2 separate regions of the Gossypium hirsutum genome follow, and region 1 is linked to region 2. Evidence: chromatin contacts called from public Hi-C data. All regions are on one chromosome and are shown on one strand. Each heading gives the region's core, a stretch centred on a gene start, on an enhancer-like site or on the middle of the called end of the contact. The rest is flanking DNA. Distances are from core to core; before and after follow the strand shown. Region 1 has its middle 43 kb from the start of LOC107962105. Region 2 holds the start of LOC107962106 (very-long-chain aldehyde decarbonylase CER1).

Region 1 (4,916 bases), core at 1,967-4,466, 150 kb before region 2:
ATTTCCTTGAAGAAAAAAGCTTAATGCTCACTTTAGTCTATGAAGTATACCGCTTTTTCCACATTGGTTCTTAAAAAAAATTTTTTGGTCCACTTCAATCCTTAATGTTACCAGACGTTCCCAGTTTAGTCCGTAACATTATAAGACATTCTCAGTTTGGTCCATTGGACTTTAAAAAAATCGACCAACCAATCATATGTTGCCACATATCATATAATGACATCACAATGATGTTATCATTTGAAAAAGCCTTAAAATCTTTAAAAATTACAAAAAATTTAAAAAAAATTCAAAATTAGAAAAAAAATTATAAAATTTAGTAAATTTTTTTTTAAAATTTAAAAAATTAATATTAAAGTGTATGATTTACTGAATATACTAGTTCTTAGTTTTTAATGTTTAAAGGACTACAATGAGAACATTTGATAAAATTAGGGATTGAAATGGACCAAAAACACTTTAAAAACTAAAGTGGGGAAAACAGTATATTTCAAGGGCTAAAGTGTGCATTAATCCAAAAAAAGTTTTATAAAAAATGTTCAACTAATATGACAACAATTACTAAATTCAAGAATGAAAAAAAAATCAGATCCAAATGTAAAAACAATTCTCTAATTCAAACCCAAACGTAAGAATAATTGTTAAATTTAAATACCAACCTGGATTAAGAAAATATTGATGCGGGATGTAAAACCTTTGGGGTCCAAAAACTAGATTAATCCTAACATAAAATGTCTACATTATTCTCATTATCTTGTCATGTCAGTCAAACTTGGTTAACTAAGGCTTAAGAATGAAAGCCGTTGGGAGAATTTGGTCAATTGCTTTTTTATTTCCATTAATTCCACATTACGTGCTTGTATAGTTTTCATTAAGAGAGAGGACTTACGATGGAGTGTACATGAGGGACTTGAGAGGGGGGAAAATAGAGAAGACTCAGTTGGGAATGAGTTCGAGCAATGCCCCATATGTTGTTCATGGAGTCGACGTAAGTGACGTAGCCAGCAAAGGAGATCATGGATCCAGTTCCAGTTAGCATCGTTGTCAACACTGGTATTGAGAACAGGGCATAGTATGCTATGTGCTTTGCAAATGGATGTATCACAGCTGCAACACGCACACTCTTCAATTATTTCCTACTTTTCTTAACAAATTCTATATTATTTATATCTTTATGTATTCTTGATCTCATCTTAGAACGTAGAAAGAGTTGATATAGTCACGGTTTGAGGGTGTCCCAGCAGTACCGACATCATATTTACGGGTGTGTTTGTTCTTCTTTTTTATGTTTGTAAAGTAGTTTGGAGAATGAAAAATGCCTTATTAATATAATTAATATAATTTATTACTTTAATAAAATTATTTAATATTACAATCTTATTTTCTTAATAAGTTTTAATATTAATAATAAAGAATAATATTTGATACACATAACTCTCATATATTATCAATGAATAATAACATGTCATCATCATTAAATTAAACAAAAAAATGAAAGACTTGTAAATAAATATCGATAATTTCATTTAAACTTAATTAAGCATTAAATTTAACTATTATAAGTAAATATTAATAACTCTCATATTTAGGATCTCATAATTAGTGTTCTAATATTTATTTAATTATGTTTAAATAAAGTTTTTAGTATTTATTTATAAGTCTTCTACTATTTTTTTTATTTTATTTGATGATGATGTATCATGTTATTATTCACTTCTGATACATAAGACTTATGTACCGGCAGTGCATCAAATATTCTTCCTAATAAGAAATTAAAATTTTAAATAATATTCTTGAAAATATTTTATATTAATATTTTAATAATAAATATAATTTATAATTTAAAAACATTTAGCAATAAATATTTTATAATGCAAAATATTAATATTTTAATAGTATAAATATGAATATTTAGTTATCCCTTTTAGCTCAAATGTGTCACTATGCATTTAAGTTTTAATTAGAGATTGATTATTATTATTATGTTTATTAAAATAATATAGTTATTATAAGATAAATTTCAGTTGTCAAATTTATAACTAATATAGTTTATGTTGCTTTTGAAAATATCTTTTAAAAATTTATTTGAATAAAATTTACGAAACAATGAAAAATATTTTATATAATATCATTTTAACGAATAATTAAGTTTGCGAAGTGGATTCAGTGAGCAAAGGCGGAGGTGCTTACAAGTAATAGGCTCAGTGACAATGGAAGAATGGTGATGAGAATGGTAGCTGGAGTAAAGATAATGATGGTGCAGAGCTCTATGCAACCAGTAGTAAAGGAACTCCACAGGGCCGGCATGGAGCAACATGATTATAATCACACCATCCTATTTCCATACGGGTGAGTGAGAACCTCATGGAAAGTAATTGTTTACCAAGTAAAACAGGACTGCATTGAACAATATTTGATCATCCCTGCAATGTTCATGGTTAATAAATATTAATACCCACTTTTAAAATTAATTAATTTTCAGAAGAAAATGTAACTCAGATGTAACTCATATTACCAGTTCCTTTTCCTGTCAACTTGGTCAAATTCGATACCCTTGTCCACAATCCTGTTGGTGCCTTTGGCAGTTCGATAACAACAAAGGCTAATCCAAAGCTAGCTGTGCATCATTCTCCATAACATAAGTGGGAGTATCGCAAGGTTGGAAACATCCATTGCTTTGCATATTTAACTATAATCGAGTATATTCTCTCCGTAATCCAAGGAGCCGGAATTATGTACTGTAAATATATCCATCCAACAACACAATGTATAAGCGCATGGGAGAATCCCTGGTTTAGAATAATAAAAAAGTGAAGGAAGGAGATCATCTTACCTTAAAGCTTCCAAGAGGCTTCCATGGCCAATCAGTGAGAATTCCTGATTTAGAAGCCATCATTTGGTGAACTAGTTTGGATGGCTAGCTGGAAATGGCTTTGGAACGGGATCTTTTTACTAGTACGAGGCAGAGATGCTTTGCATGTGTAGGGGGTGATAGTATATATAAGGTGCATTCAAGTTCCACTGTAGCCATATAAATTAAAAATCTTTTCATACCTGTTGTAATGGGCCAAATCCGCCCAGGCCCACTAAACAACAAACAAACCAAAAACAAAAAATAAAAACCCAATAAATAGTCCAATTTCACAGTCCAAAGACCTGTGGCCCAACCAAAAGAACAAGCCTAACAGGCCCAAAAACTTAAACCCAAATCAGAAACCCTAGGGTTTCTGAAACTTTAACGCCGTAGTAGCTGCGCCACCAGCAGCCTCCGTACGCCGTACACCTCCACGCGCCACGCACACCTGCAATAGACTAATAAACAAAAAGAGAAAGCAGCGAATAACAACAAAAAGACAGCAAGGAAATTTGTATTCTTTATTTTAATTTTTTTCTTTTCATTTCTCGGCTATAAAGCCAAAGATAATCAAAATGTAAAAGAGGGGCACACTTCGCATATTGAAATACAGAAAAAGACTATCAAAATCGAGAGGTGGTTTCCGATTTGAGTATTCAAAAGTCTTCTTTATTTCGGTTTTTGTTCTGTTTTAATGTATGGAAAGAAATAAAGAGAATACTTACCTTCGTGTTTAGCCTCTGTCGATCGAGCCTCCTATTAAAATTCGGAGATCTATCACGCGTTAACGACCACCGATTATAGTGGTGGTCCGACGATGGCGAGTCTTTTGGGGTTGAATCCCTAACCGAACGACAGATTGGGGGGGTGTTCTCCTTGAGTCGGCCAAGTACGGAAAAACGAAGGATTTTTAAGTTTTTTTTTTTTTTGAATTAGGGCTTCAAATGAGGGTTTAGGAAAATTTTAGGTTCTTATGGTAACCAAGAAACGACACCGTTTCATCTAGTCCCAAAATGCTTCAAGATGACACCGTTTTGAAGCCAAACCGGATGACCCGACCCGCTAACCAGGGGATCCGCGTGTCTTCATTATTTTTGGGGGTATTTACGCTCCTGGTCCCTCCGCTTTTCCTACCTTCAATCGGATCCCTTCCCTCTGTTTTGTATTTTTAATTTTTCCCCAAGACTTCGGCCTTTGATTCATTTTGGCCCGTGTCGAAACGACGCATCTTGTGGCCTTGGAATAATTTGCTGATCGGTCCCTCGTCTTTCTTCGCTAGTTCATTTAGGCCCTGATTCATGTTTTATTAATCTTTTGTATTTCATAATTTGTACCTCATATTTTATCTTGATTGCAAGTTAATCCTTAATTTTTTTTAACTCCATTTTTTCTTTCAGATTATTTATTGTAAATTGTTTTACTATATATATTATTTAAGATTATTTGTATTATTTACTTTTAAGATCTTTATATGTCGTCTATCTTAAATCTTTCTTTTTGTATTCAAAAATAATTTTATTACTTAGTCTAAATTGTTCTACCAATATTTAAATTGTTTTGTATGTCATGCATTCTAAATTTCTTTTCATGCATCATTTTATATATTATTTTAAATCGTCTTATAAACTACTTATTTTGAATTGCTTTGTATATTATTTGATTTAAAATATCCATTCTATAACACTTCTTCAAATGCATCATGTATATTGGTATATGTATAATAAATAATTCAATTCTATGTAAATTATTAATGTTATTTTATTTCATCCATGTTTTTGAATCTATTCCTACATTTTAACATACATTTTGGTTATTATAATATATTTTGCATACATGTTTTACATATTATTTAAATGATTATTATGCATGTACATGTATATATTAGCACATATATTTGGTTTATATATCATTAGATCCATGTTATTTTATATATATAGTTTTCTTCGTATATAAATATGTTATAATTTATAATAAGATTAATTTAATCTTAGATGCCTTACTAAGGTGCGTATTCTTTATAAATAATTATTTCTAAATCTATTAATACATACATATGTTTTTA
Region 2 (4,881 bases), core at 712-3,211:
CACGTACACTTATTATTCTTTATTCTTAACAAAAATTGTACATTATATAATCAACTTACTAATTTTGTGATATATGGCCCAAGCAGTATAAAATTTGGTGACGATTCTATGTATTATTGTTTAAACTGTTTGTTGGCCCCAAAACTGAACAAAATGTCGTTTTAAATTTCAGTTCTAGTTCAATAAATTAATTAAGTAATGCTTCGTCGGTCCCACTGCCATTAAATAATGCATTTCTATTTGATATAAGTAAACATGATATAGCAAACGCCAATGGGACAACAAGACAGTGCCCTCCTTTCTAATCGGATTATTTTGTAATCCTGTTCTTCCTACTTAGAAATTAATTAAATAAAAAATAGCAACACAGCACAGACTGTCCATTACTATTTATGCCTTTCAGTATCATGTTAAACTAATAATAAAGAAGTGGATGGAGCAGAGAAGAGTCAAAGGTGCTTACAAGTGATAGGCTCAGTGACAATGGAGGAATGGTGATGAGAATGGTAACGAGAGTAAAGATAATGATGGTGCAGAGCTCTATGAAACCAGTAGTAAAGGAACTCCACAGGACCGACATGGAGCAACATGGTTATAATCACACCATCCGTTCTCCATAGTGGTAAGTGTGAAGCCCCGGGGACGTATTTGTTAGCCAAGAAAAACAGGATTCCATTGAACAATATTTGATCATCCCTGCGATATTCATGATTAATAGTTAATAACCACTTTTTAAAATTAATTAATTTTCAGAAACTAATGTAACTCATATTACCAGTTCTTTTCCCTGTCGACTTGGTCAAATTCGATACCCTTGTCTACAATCCTGTTAGTGCCTTTGGCAGTTCGATAACGAGAAAAACTAATCCATAGCTGGTTGTGCAACATTCTCCATAACATGAATGGGATTACCGTAAAGTTGGTCAGGTCCCATTCCTGTGGATCCTTAACCATAATCGAGTATATGGTCTCCATAACCCAAGGACCCAGGATTATGTACTATAAAAATCCATCCAACAGCAATACATATATAAGTGCATGGAAATGCATGAGAAAATTAATATACAAAATAATCAAAAGCAGGAGGAAGGAGATCATCTTACCTTAAAGCTTCCAAGAGGTGTCCATGGCCAGTCAGTGAGAATTCCTGGTTTAGAAGCCATGATTTGGTGAGCTAGCTGCAAATGGCTTTGGAAGGGAATTTTATTACTATTACGAGGTTGAGTTGCTTTGTATGTGGAGGGAGGGGTGGTATATATGGTGCATTCAAGCTGTACTGTAAACCTACAACCTTTACATTCGTCCACGTGATCGTCTTATTTCTTCATCCCAACCGATTAAGTCTGGCAAGAGTAGCCATAATACCAGATAAACATAAATATGTAAAAGATGCCTGCCACTTTGCAATTTTTGGACACTACTTTAATTCACGAATTTATTGTTCTCAACTGTTTCGGCCGGTTATTGTCCACTCCGTTGTATGAAAACCAAAACTGTCTTTATTCACCCTTTATCTTCCTCCCTTTTAATACATTTTGAATTGAATAGTACCTCACTAACTGTGCCAGAAAATGTGCTGCCATGCAAATTCAGTGTTTAAGATTTAGGTTCCTCCAGTCACACGCTATCTCTACGTTTCACATTTTTGAGATGCTTAGCAGTTAAACTGGCTAAGCTGCCCACTGACTTTAACTTGCTTTTTTGCCTAGCTTATTTTCTCCGCTAGGCTTCGTGTATCCCTATCGCACCAAACAAATTTAGCCCAAGCTATGTATGCAATATGCATAGTATTCTGCAGGCGGATAGCATATATCTATGATTGTTGAACAAAAAACAAAGAGTAATATGCATATATATAGCATATATATAGGTAGTTTGGACTTAGCAAATCATTAAACTTCAGAGTTAACCGTTGATCTGACAGGATTACAGTTTATCACTAATTCAGCCTTAGATTAGACAACTAAATTTGAAAATCTTACATATATATATATAGATATAAAATCTATATTTATAATTTATAACAAATAAAAATTGGGAGAAATTTTAACGGAAATATCCTTTGTTATTTATTATAATATTACAGGCATTAGAATAAATTTTTACTTTTACTTGTTAAAATTTGAATATTAAAAAATATTTTATTAAGGTTAAAAATTATACTTGTTATAACTTATTAAACTCAGGACCTCGCAAACTAGGCTTGAAAACTTAAAAACTAGAGTCGTCACTAACCATGTGAGTTAAGTTGTTCAGCAAACTATTGCCTAAAGTATCGAGACTAAACCTAAAATAAATTTAAAGAATAAATCCAAAAACTATATGACGTGAACCCGATTACAAGTTTAGAATTTGATTCAAGATTTGATTTGTCCAATCGTCTAAATAAGTACTTTCTCTAAAAATGGGAAGTTAAGCTTAGAACTTGAAATGTATTTAAGGTATTGGAATGGAAGAACGGAATGGATAAAAATTGATAAAACGAAACTTGACCCACAAATGAACCAACATTATAAAACAGTGTGACTTGATTTTTACAAAGCAAAGTCTTAACAAGTTGGTTGTTTTAAGAAAGATCGCAACCCACTATCTATAATGAGTTAAAAACCAACAATATAGGATGATCGCCACACTTCGGAAAGAGTTGAGAAAGGAAGTGATAAGATCGATTGATGAATGCCACAAAAAGGTAAGTTCTTGATAAATTTGATTTTAGTTCTGAAAAGAACAAATAGTATAAACTCGGTTTAAATTTCAAAGTTGATTGATTGAAAATTCATTTGATTAACCCTTACAAAGTGACATGACAGAACTATATATAAGCCTAGGTAAATAAGTAGTCTCACCGACCATTAAATGAAGTTTCTAGATTGTACATGAACTCATGTAATACATATATCTTTAAAGTTCAAAGAATTCATCTGAATGTTCAGGTGCTTTCCCTCTTGACGTGAATGTATGTTGAAGATTCATTGCACATGTTTGAATAGTCATAAACCTTTGATGTACATCCATGCACCGCTTGAATGTCATCCATGCATTTCTTTCAATTCAATGTATGCTTGAAGAATCACATTCCTTCTATTTTGTCAACTTCATCTCCCTTTATTGCCTATGTATATAAGACTCCATTAAATCAACCAAATGGTTTCTAATACATCCCTCCACGTCGTCCATGCATTTAATAGATATAATGTATGCTTAATATAAACTCATGCATTCCCCTTGAACCGTACATGCATCCACCAAATTCAATGTTGAGCATTTAATTCGTACAAGCCCCCTAGGACGTACATGCATGATATGTGATCCAATGTATCTTGTCTATTCATGAATCTCAAAATTCATGAATTCTTGTAAGCTAAGGAATGGAAGTGCATGAATTTGCATGGGAATTACAAACAATCATATATCTCCCTTGGTGGTTGATCATATACCTACAAAGCAATATAAATAAAAGTTATCAGCTCATTTGACAATTCACAAATGACAATCACTACTCAACGATACTATAGTTAAAATTCAAACATAATATAAATGAAAATATGCATGTTGTGAATTTTAACATGATAAACAGGACACATGAAACACTAAAAACAACATGTAAATATTAAGTGAAGAACTTGAATGATAGATGTTTCATTTTGCACTTGGGCCCCTCACGTTTAGGCCAGTCGCGATTCTTTCAAATCGAGCCAACACATGATGTGGCCAAGATCATATCATACCCTCCCTCTTTTAAGCGGTTTTTCCTCAAATCAGGTCATTTGCTCAAGAAAAATCTTTGAAGATCACGGTCCTTGAAAGGGTACTCCTCATGAGTTAATTGGAAGTAATACCTCTCGAAACCCTAAAAATCAAATAAAGCTTTAAAAATTGAAGAGTTAAAAGCTCATTTATTCACTCTTTCTTCGAAAGGATATTCCTCAACATTGTGACCTCTATCTACATAAAACAAATCAGACATGTAACAAATGAAAATATAGTATTTTTTTCGAGATCCTTTTCAACAACTGAACATATAAACCAACTCCGAGATCAAAGACGTAATTTTTCCTTACCATCTCAACATGAATCAAAAGCTTTCTTTCCAGAAATGACGAAAAAATATTGAACCACAATAAGCTATTCACATAATTGTTTAAAACAAAATTCTTACACTCAGACCCTTGCAAAAAATGTGTACGAACATTCATTCTTGGTTGAAATACACGATTTTGATTTGCCACATTTTCACGAAGCAATTGTGTTTCTTTCGAAATCAAATCACACCTACTAAACGAAGAGAAATTAGGTATATGTATGCTCAAACAAAGTAAACACTTGATCTTTTTTCGAATAGGCATGTTCTTCCATAAAAATTTCCCACAAGGATTTAAAGAACTCACATAACAATTAGAATCAACCAGATTAAACGTTTTATGTGAAAATTCTTTCACTCACAACAATCGAATTTTGTAGGCATCTAGTTAAACCAAAGACATCAATAGATATATCAATTTGCGATTTAATGTCACATAAACCAATACAAGACATGTCATGAGGAAAATGTTTTAAGACACTATTAGAGAAAAACTCATCAACAACATTCAAAGAATATTGTCTTGGTTTAATCTCAAAAAGTTTCTTACCTTGCTTACCTTCTGACACTTGCACTTATAGAGTAATGTTATTTTCCAACTTACTTTTCTCCCAAATACAAAATTTCCCTTCGGTTGAAAAGTAATTTAGTTGGAACTCCACCAATGGATCTTTAGAAACCTAAGACGAAGAGATATCACAAAGCAAACCTGAATAGGGATTAATTAAAACATCCCCCACTTTTGTATGATCATGTTATTTCTTTTCACTCTCTTCTTTTTCAATCTCAATTTCTTTTTT

Evidence for each region. A called contact is a pair of places that touch in the nucleus more often than the background predicts.
Region 1: a Hi-C map of leaf shows a contact between it and region 2, with 5 times the contacts expected there. The contact joins the enhancer-like site here to the promoter of LOC107962106 in region 2. A contact is called at or near these places in 6 of 34 Hi-C or Micro-C datasets (leaf and petal).

Annotation. Positions count from the first base shown.
Region 1 is chrA06:119,516,236-119,521,151 of Gossypium_hirsutum_v2.1, reverse strand. It overlaps the pseudogene LOC107962104. Among protein-coding and RNA genes, the nearest start is that of LOC107962105, 43 kb to the right of the region's middle. Within about 2 kb of position 3,216, at least 9 of the 9 cell types and tissues checked have an H3K27ac peak or open chromatin away from gene starts, as enhancers often do. A contact at or near this core is called in leaf, where this site is marked.
Region 2 is chrA06:119,365,141-119,370,021 of Gossypium_hirsutum_v2.1, reverse strand. It overlaps LOC107962106 (very-long-chain aldehyde decarbonylase CER1), which reads right to left and starts at 1,961. Exons shown (of 10, transcript XM_016898352.2): 1 at 1,104-1,961; 2 at 776-999; 3 at 464-696. The coding sequence starts at 1,163.